2 separate regions of the Mus musculus genome follow, and region 2 is linked to region 1. Evidence: chromatin contacts called from public Micro-C data. All regions are on one chromosome and are shown on one strand. The core of a region is the stretch at or near the end of the contact, and the rest is flanking DNA. Distances in the headings are between cores, read along the strand shown.

Region 1 (3,812 bases), core at 617-3,116:
TTTCATAATTAGGAAACGTCAAGATGGGGAAAAATAATAGCTGAGCGCAGAGACCCTGAGAAGGGTGCTGGCCAGAGAATTCTAGATCTTCTGCGCTCAGAAGCGCTGATTGGAGCAACAAACCTCTTAGCTCAGTCAGAGAATCTTCTCTGCCCTACCCTTTGACCTTTTTGACTTTTTCCCTTCGGGTCTTGTTCCAGCCCCCCCCCTTGCCCCCAACAAGCAAGGGAGAAATACTTGGCCGCCTTTGTTGACAATTTTCACAACCGTTTAAAGAAGCCCTTGTCCCACAAGAACACTCTTGTCTGTGATGTCCCAAAGGGACGATCCTTCTCCATACCACTACACTAATCTCACTTTCTGCTTTGTAAGCTGGACAGGTCGTTTTGTGTGGTGGGAAGCCAGCAAGAAGGCCTGGGGAGAAAGTGGTCGTTCTCAATTGTAAATTTCTGTTGTCTTGGTCTCAGCACCCCATCCTATGGTTGGGACAAACCATAGGATGGGTCGCGGGTCTCATGGTGCAGAGAACCAAACCCAGTGTGCCTGAGTCCGCACACAGGCTCTAGCCTGCGTCTTCCTTCTTGCTCTGGGGAGAAAATCCTGACAATTTCGAAAGGGAGGTTGAAAGAAGAGGGCATGGGTTTTGTAATTTCGTTTCCTCTGAACTGTTGGGGTGGAGTGGGCGATTTCTCTCTGGACATGGTTTCTATAATCGAAATTTTTTCAGCCCCACTCTATTGGTTCTAAAGTTAGAGAAAGAGGCAAGAGGTTTAAATAAAAGAAAAATCTCTCCTTCAGAAAGAAGCGGGAAGAAACACAGGAAGAAAGAAAATTTAAAAACAAAACAAAACAAAACATTTTTTTCTCCAAACTTGAAAATTCCAAAGGGAGAGTTGAAGAGACACTGGCAAAACAAGCCTGAACTCTGAAAGACCCATGGGTATGACTCTTTGGATCTCTCTATTCTCTGCTCCTTCGAAGTGGCTGGGTTGGGGGTAGAGGGATACCAAGCTTGCGGAACAGGGGTCCGGCTTCAGTTAATTAAAGACCAGGCAAGGGCCCCGCCGTGCAAGCTAATCCCAGCGCAGCGCTGCCCACCAGCCCGGAAAAGCCTCTCGGCCATGCCCAATACTAAAATTGGGGCTGCAGTTGGTGGGGGAAGAGAAGAACCTGGGCGCTCTGGGCCTCGGATCTCTCATGCTAGGACACAGGCCTCTGAGAAACCGGTGGCATTTATGAGCCGTCGATCAGCTCCGTGATTAAAAATCCAGCCCTGGGTATTATTAATCACTTGCCACTCAAATGCCTTGTGAACATGCTCGCCCGCCCCTCAAGGCTTTGGGGAATTCGATGTTGAACTCGTGAAGCCTGGGGAGGCTTGATGGTTGTATTTAGGTAGGGACGACTCAAAAGGACTGATGGACACGGAAAGACAGAGATTGTGGGCACCTCTGTGTGCGCGCGAAGAGGGTGCTAGTCTGGTCGCTTAACCCAGTATCAGAGACCTGACGTACTGAGCTCCCGGCCCCGGCAGAAGGAGGATGCTCTAGGGAGCATGCGGTTGAACACTTACCCAGCAAAGAGGAGAAAGATGCCGAGGTCTCAATCGCACTTTGAAAGTTCTCCTCCATCTTCAGGCCGTCCAACATGTTCGGGGTGAGCCAGGAGGACCTGTAGAGCGGAGGAACGGTTGAGTCTAGCTTCCCGTGCCTGTTGGGACTCCGCACCCTCAGTTGCCACTCTCCTGGGACAGGACAGAAGCAGTGTCCAGGGCGACAAGAATGAGCCTAGAGGGTAGAGTCCAGACAAGGGAAATGTAAGGTGGGAGGAGAGAGAAGAGCCACCGTGAACTGCTCGGACGGCTCTGATTTCACTTGAAGTCAACGCGTTATGTGCTAAGGCCTCCGCCCCCTAACTGCGTTCTCCTAACCCCCACCCCCACCCCTGTCCCCAGGTTTCCCATTCCAAGACCGACTCCGCCCCATCCTATACTAATGTGGCCCCTAGGGATCCCACCACTAGAACTATGGTACTCTGTGTGATGGGGTGGGGGTACGCCTGCTCTCAGAGCCAGGGCCAAGCCGGGACCAACCAGGTCCGATATCCCAGTGGCACCACCACTCACTTTCGACCCTCACCTGTCTTAGAGAGAGGCAGAGTAAGGGACTCGGAGACTGTCCCGCCTGCTTCCGTACTCCTGGCGCAGCGCTCTGCTTGGGGGGTGGGGGGGGGGCGCTCGGGAGTAGGCGTGCGGGGCGCGCGGGGAGGTCCTCCCGCCGGTCGGCCAGTGCCGGGAACGTCTGCAGGAGCAAAGGAGTCGCCTTGGGGAGGAGCCGCGACTGGCCCGGTTCACTCTTGGATGCATTTCAAATCAACTTTCAGAAACACGCCCGCCCGAGCCGGAGCCTAAGGATCCCCGCAGCCTTCCTTACCTGATGGGCGAGCTCGCGCCCAGCGTCCGGAGCAGCGCGAAGTGGCCGGGAGACGCCGGGCAGCTTTGGCGGAGGGAGGAGGCGTCCCCTAGGCTGCAGCCAGAGCAGCCGCCCGGACTCCGGCGCACCCGGGAGAGAGCAGGAGCGAACGCCGGCCCCCGATTCCGCTCCTCGGCGCGCCGGAGTGGGGCCGGGCCGTGGCCTCAAGCCGCCGATCCTCCTCGGGACGTCCCGCCAACACGCGCCGCTCTGCAGCCGGGAAGGGGAAACCAGGCGGCTGCTCCAAGATCGGCGGTGGAACCGGAGGCCCAGGGTCCTGGGTGCAAAGTCCGCCCTGCCTTCTTCGAGGCGGCTCGGGCGGTTTCTGACAGTGGCCGCTGGCTGCGTGCGCGGCCCGGGAAGGGGGTGGGGTGCGCAGGGCGGGGGCCTGGGAGCGCGTCCCGTGGCGGGGCCCGCGGTGCTCTGTTTCCCCGGCTTGGCTGCTCGACCCACCGCGAGGCTACAGCCTGATGCTCCAGTCTGCTGCCCGGACCTCCCGGACGCGCCAAACTTTTCCTTCTCTCCACGTGGAACGGTTGCCCCGGGGGAGCTACACCCCAGACTCGGCAGAGATCCGTGCCACCTAGACTTCACGCGGGCGGGATGGGGATCCGGTTGCTCTCGGATCTGCACCGTAAGTGATGACTAACCTCAGACACCTGGAGGTCGCGGGGATCGCCTAGAGCCCCCAACCCCAATCCTCTCTGCTTTGTGAACTCTGGCACCAGAAGCTCCAAGCTCTTCGGATTTTCATTCACCCACTTGCTCCTGCAACTTACAAATTTGTTTTGGCTTAAAACTCAACTCACCGTTTCTGGCTGAAACTACTTCACTGCTGGGAAATGCAATAATGGGACCCATGGCCAAACCTTGAATCAGGCTCCCTCTATCCTATCCTGCTGGCTGGATGCTAGACTAGAAGTCAGCCAAGGGGACTTTTCTTAGAAAAGAAGATCCTGGGGGCAGTTTTTAATTCCCTGTGATTCATAACATTCTGCAGCGACAGCCCTCCAGCCTCTCTAGAGGCAGGAACAGGGTCTTGCTCCTCTATTCCAAGAAAAGCCTGGGGCCAAGTGACTCAATAAACACATCATTGCGTTGGCTAACATTTTATCGACCATTAATTTTGTGCCAATCTTTATTCCGTAGCCAACTTATCTAATCTTTAAATTTTAAGGTGGGGAAAATTATAGTCTCAGTGTTCGGGTTGCCCTAAGGAAATGGGACACCTGTCCACGTGAAATTCTAGCCTGCTCTCCAGAACACCGTTGGGAGGTCCAATTCCATGGGCTTCTCTAGGGCACCCTCACTTCTACACTGCGAGGAACTCGGTGGCAGTAA
Region 2 (3,842 bases), core at 634-3,133, about 22 Mb before region 1:
TTTCCCACAGGGCACACACTTCAGACATACACACTGACACCGTTGTTCGACTCACAGGGGATTAATATCCTCTCCCATTCTGATAAATCGGAGAAGGTCCTAGAGTGTGCGCGGCAGACGATGGCGGCGGGTCTGCTGGTGTACTCGCATCTTATAAATACCCTGTCACAACACGTTTCAACCTTTGATCTGATTGAATTGGAGGGACTCAGAAAAAATTCTTGTCCCCACAGCACCTTTTGTAAAAGTCTCTAATCTCCTAGGTATGAACATTTAAAGTGCTTCTCAGCTCTTGAGGCTCGGGGTTTATGGAGTGTTTATGTCCACACTGCCTCTTTAGTAAGCGCTGCTGTTAACTGTGCCCAGGGAGAGGACCATTCAAGCTGAGGCTGGAGGCTCTTCAGCATTTGTCAAGGAAAGCCAAGGCCCTCTTTAAGAGCCACGTTATCTGAAGAAACCTTGCTGCTAATTTTCACCCAAGATGTCAAACCAACGTGTGTTTTATGTGGCTTTAAGTATTAGAGTCTGAGATGTCTTGCCCAATAAACTTTTAAGTTTGTCATTCAGACTTCGAAATCATGTGAATCCTATATCGAACTAGTTTCTTTGGCCATGTAGGGATGTGCGAACTGGAGAAGGGTGGCCAGAAACGATGTTTATAGCATATGTGGTCACTATGCCTACAATTGAAATAATACTTTTAAAGGTAATCGGGGGCGAATTCCTATAAATTCTGAGGTCTGATTGACTGGGACTCAGCCAGTGCGGGTAGAGGTTTTTAATATCAGACTTAGCGGCCCCAGTGTGAAATCTCTGGCACTTATTTATTTTTTAAAACCTAAGCCTACCTGTGTTTGCTCATCCTCTTTAAAAGGAAACTAGGGTGACTGGTCCTATTGATACTATCTATGATCATTTCCAAAGCAGAACGAGTTGTGCCCCCCCCCCACAACATTCCGCCCTTTATGCCACCCCGACCCTTAAAATATCCACTTTTTTTTATCCTGTATACTTTTCCGAGCCTTCCTCCATCCCAGTCTGGGGAGTGCTCCCGGCCGCTGGGAGAACTCCATCATCTGTGTCAGTGAAATGGAAAAAAAAAAAAAAAAAAAAAAAAGACCTGCGTCCTGGAAGAGCAAGTGTGAGCCGGGCGCCGCGGTGCACAACGCCCGCAGATGGCTCGCGGCGGCCGGGGCGCGGCGATCCAGGCGCCCCAAGCAGTGGCAGGGCGGGGTGGGGGCCGGGGCTGGTGGCCCGGGCGGGGGAGCGCTGGGCCCCCCTCTCCTCCTCTCTCCCCAGCCCCTCACCCCCACCCCTTTTATATATATGTATATTTTTTTCCTCACAAGTTCTCTTGCCTCGCTATCCCCCCTTGAATCCGAAGGCGCCTCGCGATTGGGTGCTGGGACCGGGTACGTCAGTGGGACTGTGACGTGCAGTCTTCCTGTTTCCTTCAGCTGTGTCTTAAAGTAAATCTTGTTGTGGAGCGGAGCCCTCAGCTGAGAGAGCGCTGGGAAAGCGACGGCCACTGCAGCCGGGGAAGCCGCGCGGCGCACACAAGCCTCTCCGCCGTGCCCGCTGCTCCTCGGGCCACCGCTCCGCGCTCCAGCCCTCGCCGCCTTCTCCGCTCTCTCTCCCCTTCTTTCCCCGGGCTCCCGGCTCTGCCCTGCGCGCCTCTCCCCTCCCCTCCCTCCTTTCTCCCCTCGCCTCTCAGCACTCGCCCAGATCACTCGCTCCCGCACAGACTCACCGACCCCTGGGCCAATTATCACCAGTAAGACATCACCGCGTGCGCGCGTGGGTTTCTTCTCTGCCCGCAAGAGAAGAAGAGAGGGGGAGAGAGAGAGAGAGTGAAAAGAAAGAGAGAGAGAAAGAGAGAGAGTGGCTGCGCCCCGCTGCTGCCCGCACCGCGTAAGTATCTTCACCCGGTTGCTGTCCCCTCCCCTTTTCCAGAATCGCTCGCACTGGCTCGTTCTTGAATGGGAAAGAGAGAGAAGAGCCTCCCGTTACTCACACCCGTGTAAACATTCTTTTTCCAAGGGGGAAAATGGTGTTATTTACATGAATCGTGATCAAATAGCCTCTAAAAACAGTTTTCTAAGCAGGAGGCTCAGTGGAACTCCGAGCTCCGCTCCTCCCAGTAAACGAAGAGTAAGTGACCTGCTTGGCTTTTATTTCTTTCTCGCGCCTGCCGGTGACTGGGATGATGGTGGCGATGGGGGGAGGCTGGTGTTGCTGGACTTGTCGCTGATCTTGTCACCTTTTGTGTACTGTGTCTGGGATGCGCTGAGGCTCTGGCTTTCTTTTATTTTGTATTATTTTTATTTCTTTATTTTTCTTGCACTCTTTTCAGGGGAGGGGGCCGCGAGGGGGATGAGTCCCTTTTGGTTGTTGTTCTTCTAGATTTTTTTTTTCTTGCAATCTTCCCAGCTTCTTCTTTTTCTTCTCCGGGAGTTGAAACTCCAGGGCCTGTCCCCGAGTCCTTCTCCCTTTGTCTTGTTTATTCTAGCTGCCTTTCTTCCCGGCTTTCCCTATTTGCTTGCTGTTTGCATACCTTTCACTTCTCCTTTTTTAACCCGGGGCAGAGGGCCGGCCGTGGGGAAGAGGGCGGGGAGGAGGGGGCGCCCGGTGACTTTCCTCTGTGTGCTCAGCGCCGGGAGCTTGCACCCAGCTCTGCAACAGAGGAGAGACGAGTTGGGGGACGGTCCGGTACGGAGGAGCGAGCGCGGTGCCAGTCCACCCAGTCTGCTTGCGCCGCGCTGGGAAGCACTGAGTAGGGGGAGTTTGCCCGAGAGCCTCAGGGGTCGCTAGTGGGGCGACCTGGACGCCGCACCGAAGAGGGCCGGCCCGGGGTCGGGTTGTGCTTGGGCCGCCCATAGACGAGAAGAAGCTCCCAGCCATTACTGGCACGCTTGGGTGGTGGGCAGCTGCGCCCTGGCCTCGCTGAGTGCCGCTACTCTGCTGCCCCAGTTCCTAGGACTGGGGAGGGAGGAGAAGAGCCCAGCAGAGTGGAGAGGTGAGAGTGATTGTTGCTGAGAAGAAGGACGAGGAGGGCGGGAGGAAGGGGGAGAGCTGCTATCTTGCCTGAACAGACAAGGGGAAGAGACGGGGAGGGGGGCGGTAGACCTCACCCAAAGTCCAGCTGAGCAAGTTGTCGTTGCCTTTGCTGCGCCAGCCGGTTAGTCCTGCTAAACTGAGCGCCTATGCAGAGAGCGATGGGGGCCGGGGGAGAGCAGCGAGCCACACTCAGACTCTCCCACCCCTGCCTAGCTTCTTGGGAAGTTGAGTCTTCCTGGCGGCTCAGAGCAGAAGCCGAAGGAGGGGCTGAGAGACAGTCTTAAGTAGCCCAAGGTTGCTGGTTGGAGCGCGAAACGCTGTTCTTGGCAGCCCAGAGCCCTTCTCTGCCTCGGGGAAGGCTGGAACCGCACCTGCTTGCTTCTATTTTTCCTAGAAGATCTGTGTTGTCTCCTTAAGCTAATGAAAACAGAACAAGCCCAGGGTGGCCTCCTCTCTCAGAGTCTCCCTCTTGTTCTCCCTTTCCGAGTTCTGCCTGCTTTTTTACCACCCCCTTCCCATGCCCCTCTGTTAAAAAAAAAAAAAAAAAATCATTTCCTCTCCTAAACCAGTCAGGCAAAAGTCTGTTAACAGAACGCACATGGACAGGGCTGGACAGGTGTGTTGTGTCAAGAAAGACAGGTGCAAGTTTCCTGGGGTCTGTCTTTCTGTACAGCTCCAGACTCCAGGCTTCTGGGACGAAGGGGTTTGTGAATTTATGGTGGTTCTCCTTAACGGGATTGTCAGGCTAATGGGAATCAGGCTCTTGGCTGTTGTGTCTGAGCCCC

What was found. Hi-C and Micro-C count contacts between places; a contact is called where the count stands out from the background.
Region 2: a Micro-C map of embryonic stem cells shows a contact between it and region 1, with 22 times the contacts expected there. The contact joins the promoter of Prox1os here to the promoter of Lmx1a in region 1. A contact is called at or near these places in 1 of 39 promoter capture datasets (embryonic stem cells) and 2 of 484 Hi-C or Micro-C datasets (both in embryonic stem cells).

What each region holds. Positions count from the first base shown.
Region 1 is chr1:167,687,612-167,691,423 of GRCm38.p6, reverse strand. Lmx1a (LIM homeobox transcription factor 1 alpha) reads right to left here and starts at 1,866. Exons shown (of 8, transcript NM_033652.5): 1 at 1,574-1,866. The coding sequence starts at 1,649.
Region 2 is chr1:190,168,337-190,172,178 of GRCm38.p6, reverse strand. Prox1os (prospero homeobox 1, opposite strand) reads right to left here and starts at 1,883. Exons shown (of 2, transcript NR_151620.1): 1 at 1,751-1,883. Prox1 (prospero homeobox 1) reads left to right here and starts at 1,352. Exons shown (of 5, transcript NM_008937.3): 1 at 1,352-1,911.